Regions from separate parts of the Mus musculus genome. Here all the other regions are linked to region 1. Evidence: chromatin contacts called from public promoter capture Hi-C data. All regions are on one chromosome and are shown on one strand. The core of a region is the stretch at or near the end of the contact, and the rest is flanking DNA. Distances in the headings are between cores, read along the strand shown.

The links. Promoter capture Hi-C pulls out the DNA fragments that hold promoters and counts their contacts.
Region 2: a promoter capture Hi-C map of liver shows a contact between it and region 1, with 2.6 times the contacts expected there. The contact joins the promoter of Anpep here to the promoter of Nmb in region 1. A contact is called at or near these places in 3 of 39 promoter capture datasets (liver and pre-B cells).
Region 3: a contact with region 1 is called in a promoter capture Hi-C map of neutrophils, with 4 times the contacts expected there. The contact joins the promoter of Ticrr here to the promoter of Nmb in region 1. A contact is called at or near these places in 2 of 39 promoter capture datasets (neutrophils and pre-B cells).

What each region holds. Positions count from the first base shown.
Region 1 is chr7:80,903,648-80,906,493 of GRCm38.p6, forward strand. It overlaps Nmb (neuromedin B), which reads right to left and starts at 1,415. Exons shown (of 3, transcript NM_026523.4): 1 at 1,174-1,415; 2 at 487-659. The coding sequence starts at 1,330.
Region 2 is chr7:79,846,894-79,850,000 of GRCm38.p6, forward strand. It overlaps Anpep (alanyl (membrane) aminopeptidase), which reads right to left and starts at 1,317. Exons shown (of 21, transcript NM_008486.3): 1 at 1,252-1,317.
Region 3 is chr7:79,658,592-79,661,615 of GRCm38.p6, forward strand. It overlaps Ticrr (TOPBP1-interacting checkpoint and replication regulator), which reads left to right and starts at 1,605. Exons shown (of 22, transcript NM_029835.1): 1 at 1,605-2,411. The coding sequence starts at 1,749.

The DNA of each region.
Region 1 (2,846 bases), core at 165-2,664:
CAGGGATGTGCTAAGCATCTCAAATGCAAAGGACAGCCCTGCAGAGCCTTTACTGTCAGGAACACTGGCATTGGGAAGTGGATGGGAGACTGGAAAGCAGGCTGGTTCTGAGGTGTCACCACTGGTCACTTCCCTTCCACCTCAAGGCCGTAGGGATCACAGCTTGGGACACAAGCACAGCCTGGCATGGCAAAGGTGGGCTTGGCTAATGACAGCTGGGGTGGACAAGGCTGTGTGGCCTGGAGAACACTCTATTTAAGAGCTAGAATACTCCTAGTCTGCGACGTCAGACTGGGGATGGGCAAGGAGGAACTTTTTCCCCCATGTAGTCTGGCTGCTGCGTCATTTTCCAGTCTTTGGGATATTCCCCCTTTGAGCCCTGGGACCTTGGCTTTCTGGAATCCATTACCGTCTGGCTAGGCAGTCCCACCCTGAAGACATGCTGGGCAGCAATTCTTCCATGCTGGTACTGGGGAGGGGGCTTACCTGGATTGGGGGAGCTGGGCCACTGAAGTTCATGCCTAGAGCTTTCTTTCGCAGGAGGATCCTGAGCAGATCATGACTCAGCTGTAGTCTCTGGTCCCTCGGGGTGTTAGGGGGTGCTGTCCCCACCAGTGACAGGCTCGGGGGTTCCAGGCTCTTCTTGCCCATGAAGTGACCTAAGAAAGGAGGTGCCAAGGTACATGGGAGCTCAAGATGAGGACCCCATCACCACAGCAAGCTCTGGTCTAGTCGACCTTTCGGCTCTCACAGAGGGAAGACAAGAAACATTATCCTCAGAAGCCACAGATCTCTGGGTGGAGGCAAAGCTGACATCCTGAGCTTTTCCTGACCCGCTGGAGGATAGAAGACGGGTAGATAGCCCAGGACCAGGGAGACTACCTGCCAGGGAAGGAAGTGGAGAAGGTGCCTCTAAATGGATGCAGAGAAGACATGAGGTGAGAAGACTTGTCAGTCTGCCTAACCGACTGGTAACCGGATCTAATCTCTGTCTTAAACTTTCTGAGTGGGTTATCTTAGCCATGTCTAGGGTCTCAAGATTCCCATCTGTTAAACTTGATGAGCCCCCCGCGACTGCAGGAGCTCCGCTACCAAGAGCCTCCAAAGTGTTGAAAAGGAAACTGAGGACCAAGGAGAATGAGGCATGCTTATAGGGGGTCCCCTAACACTTACCGGTCGCCCAGAGGTTGCCCCGAGGGTGCACTCGAATCTTGCTTGCTCGGCTGCGGGGCTCCGGGAGATCCCAGTTGAAGGGAGCGACGCCGGAAGCGAACAATGCGAAGAGCAGGAGACCACGGAGGAGCCAAGAGCTCCCTGCTTGCCGGGTCATGGCTGTGCCAAACAGGCTCTTCTCTGGCACTCTCAGGATACTAGTTCTCGAAGCCCGCCTTCCAGCCTTTTAAACTACAGTCGGGAGCGGAGCCTGCCTGAGGAGCGGAGCTCGCTCCGCCCCAGAGCCCCGCCCCGCAGGCTCCGCCCACACAGCCTTGCATCCCGGTTTCTCCTAGAAACCCACCACACTCGCGTGCTTATGGCATCGTCCCCAGCAAAGGTGGTTCCCAAGGCCACCAACACAGCTTTCTGTGTTTCCATCAAGTTGTTACTTCAGCCCTCAAAGCTTCTCCTTAAAGCTAAAGCAGAACAAGAAGCCCTGCTTTTGGCAGTCTATGTGTTTGGCATCATCCCGCAGAGGAACTCAAGAATCCTGTCACCTCCTGTCTCAAACCATCTGAGCCTTGTTTGCCCTGCTTTGTGCTCACAAATGGCACACACTGGATAACCTGGACAAGTTCTGTGCCCAGAACGGGGACAGAATTATGGGGAAGGGAGTGAGGAGCTGCCTCCTAGTAGTGGTACCCTTTAAAGGGCCTGGCTTATCATACTGTAGGTCAGATCAGTGGAAAGATTGCTGGGCCAGATGACTTCTCTAGTGTAAAACGGAAATAACCATACTACTTGTGGAGAAGCAGAACTCTGCCTTCCAGAGCTGTTCTTATTGGTCTTGGAAAGTATCTTCAGTCATCAGTGGCATCCCTGAATGATCAGGGGCAGATATGTGCTCCGACCCAGCATTGTGGGAGGGGCAGGAGGGGACACCAATTTCCTGTTCACAAGAGTTCACTTACTCATTAGAAACTAAGTCAAGGAGTGACTGATGGAATAGAGTATTAGGTCTTGGACCCTTTACTGCATCATTTGTGCTGCCTAGCATAATCTTTTTATTTTGTTTGGGACATGAGCTATGTAGCTCTCTGTCCTGGAACTCCTACATAGAACAGATTGAGTTGAACTTATAGCAAGCCTCCTGTCTCAGGTTCCTAAGTACCAGATTATAGATGTGAGCCACTCTACTTGGTTTGCTGTCTTTACTGGGTCAGTTCTTACCTTCTGCTTTGTTTGAGACAGGGTGTCCTTCTTTCTGCTGTCTGTCATATAGTCCAGTTTAGCAGGCCCACAGATTCTGGGTTATTCTCCCATCCATCTCTCTCATCTCACCACAGGAACACTGATTGCATGTATGTGTCAGTACATACAGTTTGTCATGTGGGTTCTACCAATCTGAACTTAGCTCAGCCTTGTGGCTGCAAGTGCTTTTATCCACTTCGTCATCTCCCCAGCCTACACCTTACTTTTTGAGGCGGGGTCTCTTGCTGAAACTGGAGCTCATTGACTCAAACCTGGCTGGGCAGCAAGCCTAGGGACCCTCCTCTCTCCACCTGCCTAGCGCTGGGATTTTAGGTGCTGGCCCACACCCCTGGCTTTGCGTTTGGTGCTGGGAATCTGAACTCAGTACTCATACTTGCACGGCAAGCACTGCCTAAGCTTAGCCTTCATCCCCCAGGCCC
Region 2 (3,107 bases), core at 67-2,566, 1.1 Mb before region 1:
TCAGCCTGAGGTGAGTGGCTACCAGCCTGCTGGGATTCTGGGCTGAAGGGCGAGCACCTTGCAGCGGCCCCCTCAGGAACTCTGCAGGGTATGCATGTGACCCTAGGTTCAAATCCTGTGGAGTTGGGGGAGAGTACCATAATCAAATCCAGAGGCTGAGGCAGGAGGATTGCCTAGAGATCCAAGCCAACCTAAGCTATACAGCTCATTGCTCAGGTATTCCACAATCCACCGTAGCCACAGTCCTAGTTCCTGTACCTGGCCTGTCACATGTAGGAAAAGCTCCCTTCCCCATGGGGAATTGTGGCCAGTCTTCCTGTTTGGTGCCGGGCCACCTCCTTCTTACTAGCCACCCACGCTGACAGAGGTGGGAGGCCACCTGCTCCAAGTTCTACTTTCACAAATAAACTGGCCAAGGTCCTGACATCCCTAGACCTCAGATCCATCAGTCACAGAAGTGCCCTGAAATCTCCCAACAGCACATGTCACTGGTATCCTCAGAGCAGGATTGGGTTTTAAGTCACCAAAGCCCAGACTCTCCAGGGCAGGCAGCCTGCCTTATTGGAGGTAGTCTATTTGGAAAGACCCCTCTGCTGAAAAAGCTTGGGTTGCCACCAGCTCTGCTCTCTGGAGGCCACCGCAGCAGAATCCTGGTGCGCATCCAGGAGGCATGCCTATCTATGCATGGGACGAGCACAGCAACCGAGGGTCTAGGATAAAGTCTAGTTCCCGTCTCCTCACAGAGGCTGGGGCACAGGGCCAGGGCCGCCGCTCTAACCCGACTGGGACTGTAGAGCAGAAACATGTGTCTTTGCTCCGTGACTTCCAGGGGTCAGCGTGCACCTTCTGTTCCACTCGCGCCATCCCTAGTCCTCTATACTTCAGCCATTCTGTATCCTCTCATCTCTGGCTCCGTCCTCTATGTGTCCCTCACCACCCGCCCTCTAACCCTTGAGTCTGGCCACCAGACTCCAGCTACCGTTCCTGGGCTCCAGCCACCCCTTTTTCTCCAGGCCTGGCCATCTTCTGTCACCAAGGCCGGAGCTTCCCTCGGAGCCCTGCAGACACCTGGAGGCCAAGAGCCGCTGGCACCCTCGGGGACTCACTCCAACAGCTTCGGCAGCTCCCGGACCTCAGTTTACCCATCTGAGTAGGGGCAGAAGCTTCAGTTGGCTCCCGCACCCCAGATGCCAAGCCCCACACCCGGTGTCCCCAAACTTCCGCAGCCCATGGCTGCCTTCCCACACTTGCCTAGGACTGCACGCTTCTCCGAGCTGCTCCTGCCTCGCCTCCGCCCGCCTGCTCTGGCGGGTTAAAGGGAAGTAACCCGAGCCCACCACCGCTCCGCCCGAACTACACCCGCCCCCCCCCACCCGGCTCCGCCCGCGCTCCTCCCCGCCTGCACGCAAACAGCCGCTCCCCCGACGGTGCGGCCCCTGGCCCCCAGCGCGCCAGACCCAGACCTCTCGCCCTCACCCACCCACACTTCGCGCCGCCGCTGTCCCAGTGTCTCGCCCACCACATCTGGGAGACATCTGCAGCTGGAGGGAGGGGCTCACAGCCTCAAAAGTTTACAGGATAATCCCCACAGTTCTGGAGGCTTTCCACAGAACTTAATCTGATTATCTTTTCTTCTTCTTCTTCCTTCTTCTTCTTCTTCTTCTTCTTCTTCTTCTTCTTCTTCTTCTTCTTCTTCTTCTTCTTCTTCTTCTTCTTCCTCCTCCTCCTCCTCCTCCTCCTCCTCCTCCTCCTCCTCCTCCTCCTCCTCCTCCTCCTCCTCTTCCTCCGAACTTATTATGTAGTCCAGGCCAAGCTCAAACTAGCAACAATCCTGCTTCACTGCTACACTTTTTCCATGAGCCTGGATCATCCACCAATTCTAACTTTTTCTTCCTTTCTCTTTCTCCCCTTCCTCCCTCTCTCCCTCTCTCCCTCCCTCCCTTATTTTCTTCTAGTACTGTGGTTTAAGTCCAGTGCCTCATGCGTACTAGATAAGTGCTCAGCCGTGAGCTACATCCTCAGCCCTTTTCTTTTTTCTTTTATTTCTTTTTAAAGGAAAGGGCTCACTGAATCATCCAGGCTGACCTTGAACTCACTGTAGCCCAGACTGACCTTGACTTCAGCCTCTCCAGGCCAAGCTCTGGCTAACTCTTGACACCTAGGCTGTCTTCAAGAAGTCAAAGTTATTAGAAGCCTCTAGCAAATAAAGGATTGCATCCAGGAGTTTATGCTTCTTGTCCCCATTCCGCTTCGAGATACTGTGTGTTCCAGGGCACTCCCTCCCTGGGCATCTTTTTTATTGGCAATTCAGGGTACCATTTCTATTAGTTTCCTATTGCTGCTATAATAACACAAACTTTAAAAGACACATGCTTATTCTCATACTGTTTATAAATCAGACTCACTGTACTGAAACTCGGGGTGTCCGTGGGAAGCTTCCCTTCTGGAAGCTCTAAGAGAGAGCATCTTTGTCTTTTCCGATGGCTAGAGGCACCCACATTCCTTGGCTTGAGGCCACCTTTGGAGCGAGGAGTGACCGGTGCTTCAACTCTCGGCTTTGTCATTCTGATACTGACTGGCTTCTCCCATGCGATGCACCCATATAATTCAAGGTGATCTCCCTGTTCCAAGGGAGACCCTGAGCTGTCGAACCCCATACCTCTACTTACCTGTAGGAACTCCGGTTTAGAGGCATCGTAAATGATGTCCTCTCTACATTCCCATCCTCTCCATTGCTAGACAGCTTAGCTCTACTCTTGCCCTACCTCATGGCCAGGGGGTTGCTATGCGATTGCCCTCCTACTGAGTCACACCTTGTCCCAGACTAGCCTTGTTTTCTTCTCAAACTGTCCCTTCTTTTGGGATCAGATGGCTGGGCCAGGGTGCCTTTAGGCAAAGCCATGAGGCAATTCTAACTGTTCTGCTGGATTGCAGCTTTCCTAGAGTTGTGAGTTGCCTGCAAAATAAGAGTCAGTGGGCCCCGGAGAGCTCTGAGAGTCAATTTCAGATTTCCTTTTGCTTCAAGACCCACGCCTGCCTACTTCCTCTGTCATATCTGGCATGGCTGACAAATCAAAGATGGGCTAAGGCAGGCCAAGAGAGAGTGA
Region 3 (3,024 bases), core at 355-2,854, 1.2 Mb before region 1:
TTAAGTCATTTAAGTTAAAACTCAATCAGATAATCCCAAATCCTCTTACTGTGGTACCAATAGGAAACACATATGAGGGGCTGAAGAGATGGCTCAGTGGATTAAAGCATTTGCTGCACCTCCAGAAGATCTGGGTTCGATTCCCATCATGCAAGGCTGACTCACAATCAGCTGCAACTCCAGTTCCAGGGGATCCAACACCCTATTCTGATCTCTGAGCACAGGCATGCACATGTGCAAAACGCCCATACACACACACACACACAAAAAAAAATCCACTGGCCAGAGATGAGACCAAGAGGGAGCATACTTGCTAACAACATGCCAGGCTGGGAGTTCCATCCCTAGCAACACCTCCCTGCCCCCATATACAATAAAGTTAAAAAGAAAGCGGGAGGGGGGAGGAGGAAGACACGAATGAGTGTTGGAGATGTTGGTTCAGTGCTTGACTGTCCAGCATTCAGGAAGTCTTGGGTTTGATCCCCAATACCCCATAAACTGCGTTTGGTGCAGGGGCATGTCTACAGTCCCAGAACTAGGAAGGTGGAGGCAGGATGATCAGAGAAGTACAAGGTACAGTTTGAGGCCAATTTGGAATATAAAAGAAAGTCACAAAAACAAACACACAACAAAAACAAGTAAAACAAAACCAAGACTTCAGAAAACACTAATCTACTGAATGGATGAGCTGTAAGAAGGCGGGTGCTGGAAATCGGACGTTCTAGTGTTTTTTTCTGCACCCATTGGACTGGCTTGCGTACTCTCTGGTGTGTTCACTCCTTAGTTTGTAAAACAGCCTCCCCAGGTGCTCTGCAGACGTCTGATTAGGTATCTTTATATTACATTTTCCTACCTAGGACCCGTATTGCTCTTCTGTCACTTCTCTTTCTTCCCGAAAACACTTCCCTGCCTTCCAGACCTTTACAATAGAGTATCCGAGGTCCTTCCACTATGCTCCAGCCTTGCTAAGTAGCCCCTGCTGGCTTGGAACCTGCGATCCTCCTACCTCCGTCCCTCGAGTTTGAGGATTATGAAATGTTCCTTTCGTCTTTTACAGAAAAAAAAAATTAAGCCCTCCGTCATAGGCTAAAAGACTTAAGAGTAGTCTAAAGTGAACTTGACTCAAGCATCCTAAACCCCTCACTGTGCACATCCCAGGCTTCAGGGTTCTAGTAAACACGCCCCGCCTTCCGCAGGCGACACACACACTCACGTACGCGCGCGCGTGTACAGACACACACACACACACACACACACACACACACACACACACACACACTCACTCACACTCACACTCACACACTCACACTCACACACTCACACTCACACTCACACTCACATCTGCGCACAGTAGCCCAAACGAAGGCTTCCGCGCCCACCGCCACGCCCCCGAAGTACCGCCTCTTTAAATTTTAAAACGAAGGCTCAGGCCAATGAGAACTACATTTCTCCCGGAACTCAGCGCCCCGCCCACCGCCACACCCTCCACCAATCAAGCGGAGGTCTTCCACACGCCTTCCAGTTAGGGTTAAAGAGGGAAGTGCTTACGTAACTTACGTTCAGCCTGCAGCCAATAGGAGCCGAGTTTGGGTACCAGCTCCTCCAATAGCTGCAGCTGTCGGAGAGCGCGGGAGCCTTCGGAGCAGGGCCTCAGAGAAGCGGGCAATGGCGCTGGTTCTCTGAAGAGAGTGCTTTACCTCAGGAAGGGCCACGCGCGGCCGGGCAGAGGGAGTCCCGTGGCGGCCGAGATGGCCTGCTGTCACAAAGTGATGCTGCTGGTGGACACAGCGGGCGTCTCTGCTCCTCATAGCCCGGCCCGACGCGCCGCCCTCCGGCTCCTCACTTACCTGAGCTGCCGCTTCGGCCTTGCCAGGGTCCACTGGACCTTCAAGTTCTTCGACTCTCAGGGGGCACGGAGCCGGCCCTCCCGCGTGTCCGACTTCCGCGAGCTGGGGAGCCGCTCCTGGGAGGACTTCGAGGAGGAGCTGGAGGCCAGGCTGGGGGATCGCCCTCCCGGAGCTCACCTGCCGGGCCCGACGCCCAGAGCCACCCACACGCACGGTGCCCTGATGGAGACGCTGCTCGACTACCAGTGGGACCGGCCGGAGATCACGTCGCCCACCAAGCCGATCCTGCGGAGTAGCGGCAGGAGGCTGCTGGACGCCGACGGCGAGGCCAGGGAGGCCCAGGCCGCGCTCGGGGGCTTTGGGAACGCCGTCTTCCTCCTGGCGCCCTGTCCTCACTCGCAGAGGGAGCTGCTTCAGTTCGTGTCCGGGTGCGAGGCACAGGCTCAACGCGTGCCGCTCACCCCCAAGCAGGTGATGGAGAAGGTGTTGCCCAAGAGAGTCCAAGAGGTTATGATCGCCCGAAATATCACCTTGTACTGGGTGGACACCACCGAGCGATCTAAGGTAAGGTGAGAAGCAGTCTGGATCCGGTCCGCAACTCCCCGACAGCTGAACTTGTCAGGCTCCGTAAAGTGCCACAGACCCAGAATGAACCCCGTGTGCCTTCCGAGGGAAACCCTTGCGGGTCGCAAAGGACAGCGTTCCTCCAACAAAATGGGTAGATTCTGGGTACCTATTAAATCCGAGTGTGGAAGAGCCTCTGCGCTTTGGTACCTGGGTGCTTTTGCGTCCTTAGTTTTGCTACACAGCACTTGTATTCCAGCATGGTGGAAGCCTGGTTCAGCCAGGCTACAGGACTTGGCCGCTTGTTTTGTCTAGTGCTGCTGTGTCTTCCTGGACCTCTAATCCTCTCCCTCTGAGGCAGTAGAAACCTCTCTTAACCTTTGTTGTTGGCCCGGCCTGATGACGCCCCAGCCCTCAGGAGGCAGAGAGGCAGGTCTCTCTCTAGTTCTAGCCTCCATCCAGGTCTATGCAGAGAGGCCCCATCTCCAAAACAAAAGCAAACCCCTTTGTTGTTGTGGCCTGTGCTCTTTCTCTATTGTGTTCCAGTTGGACACACCAGACACACCTGTCATCTTCCATTTATTCTAAAAACACCACCTCAATGACTGTCCAT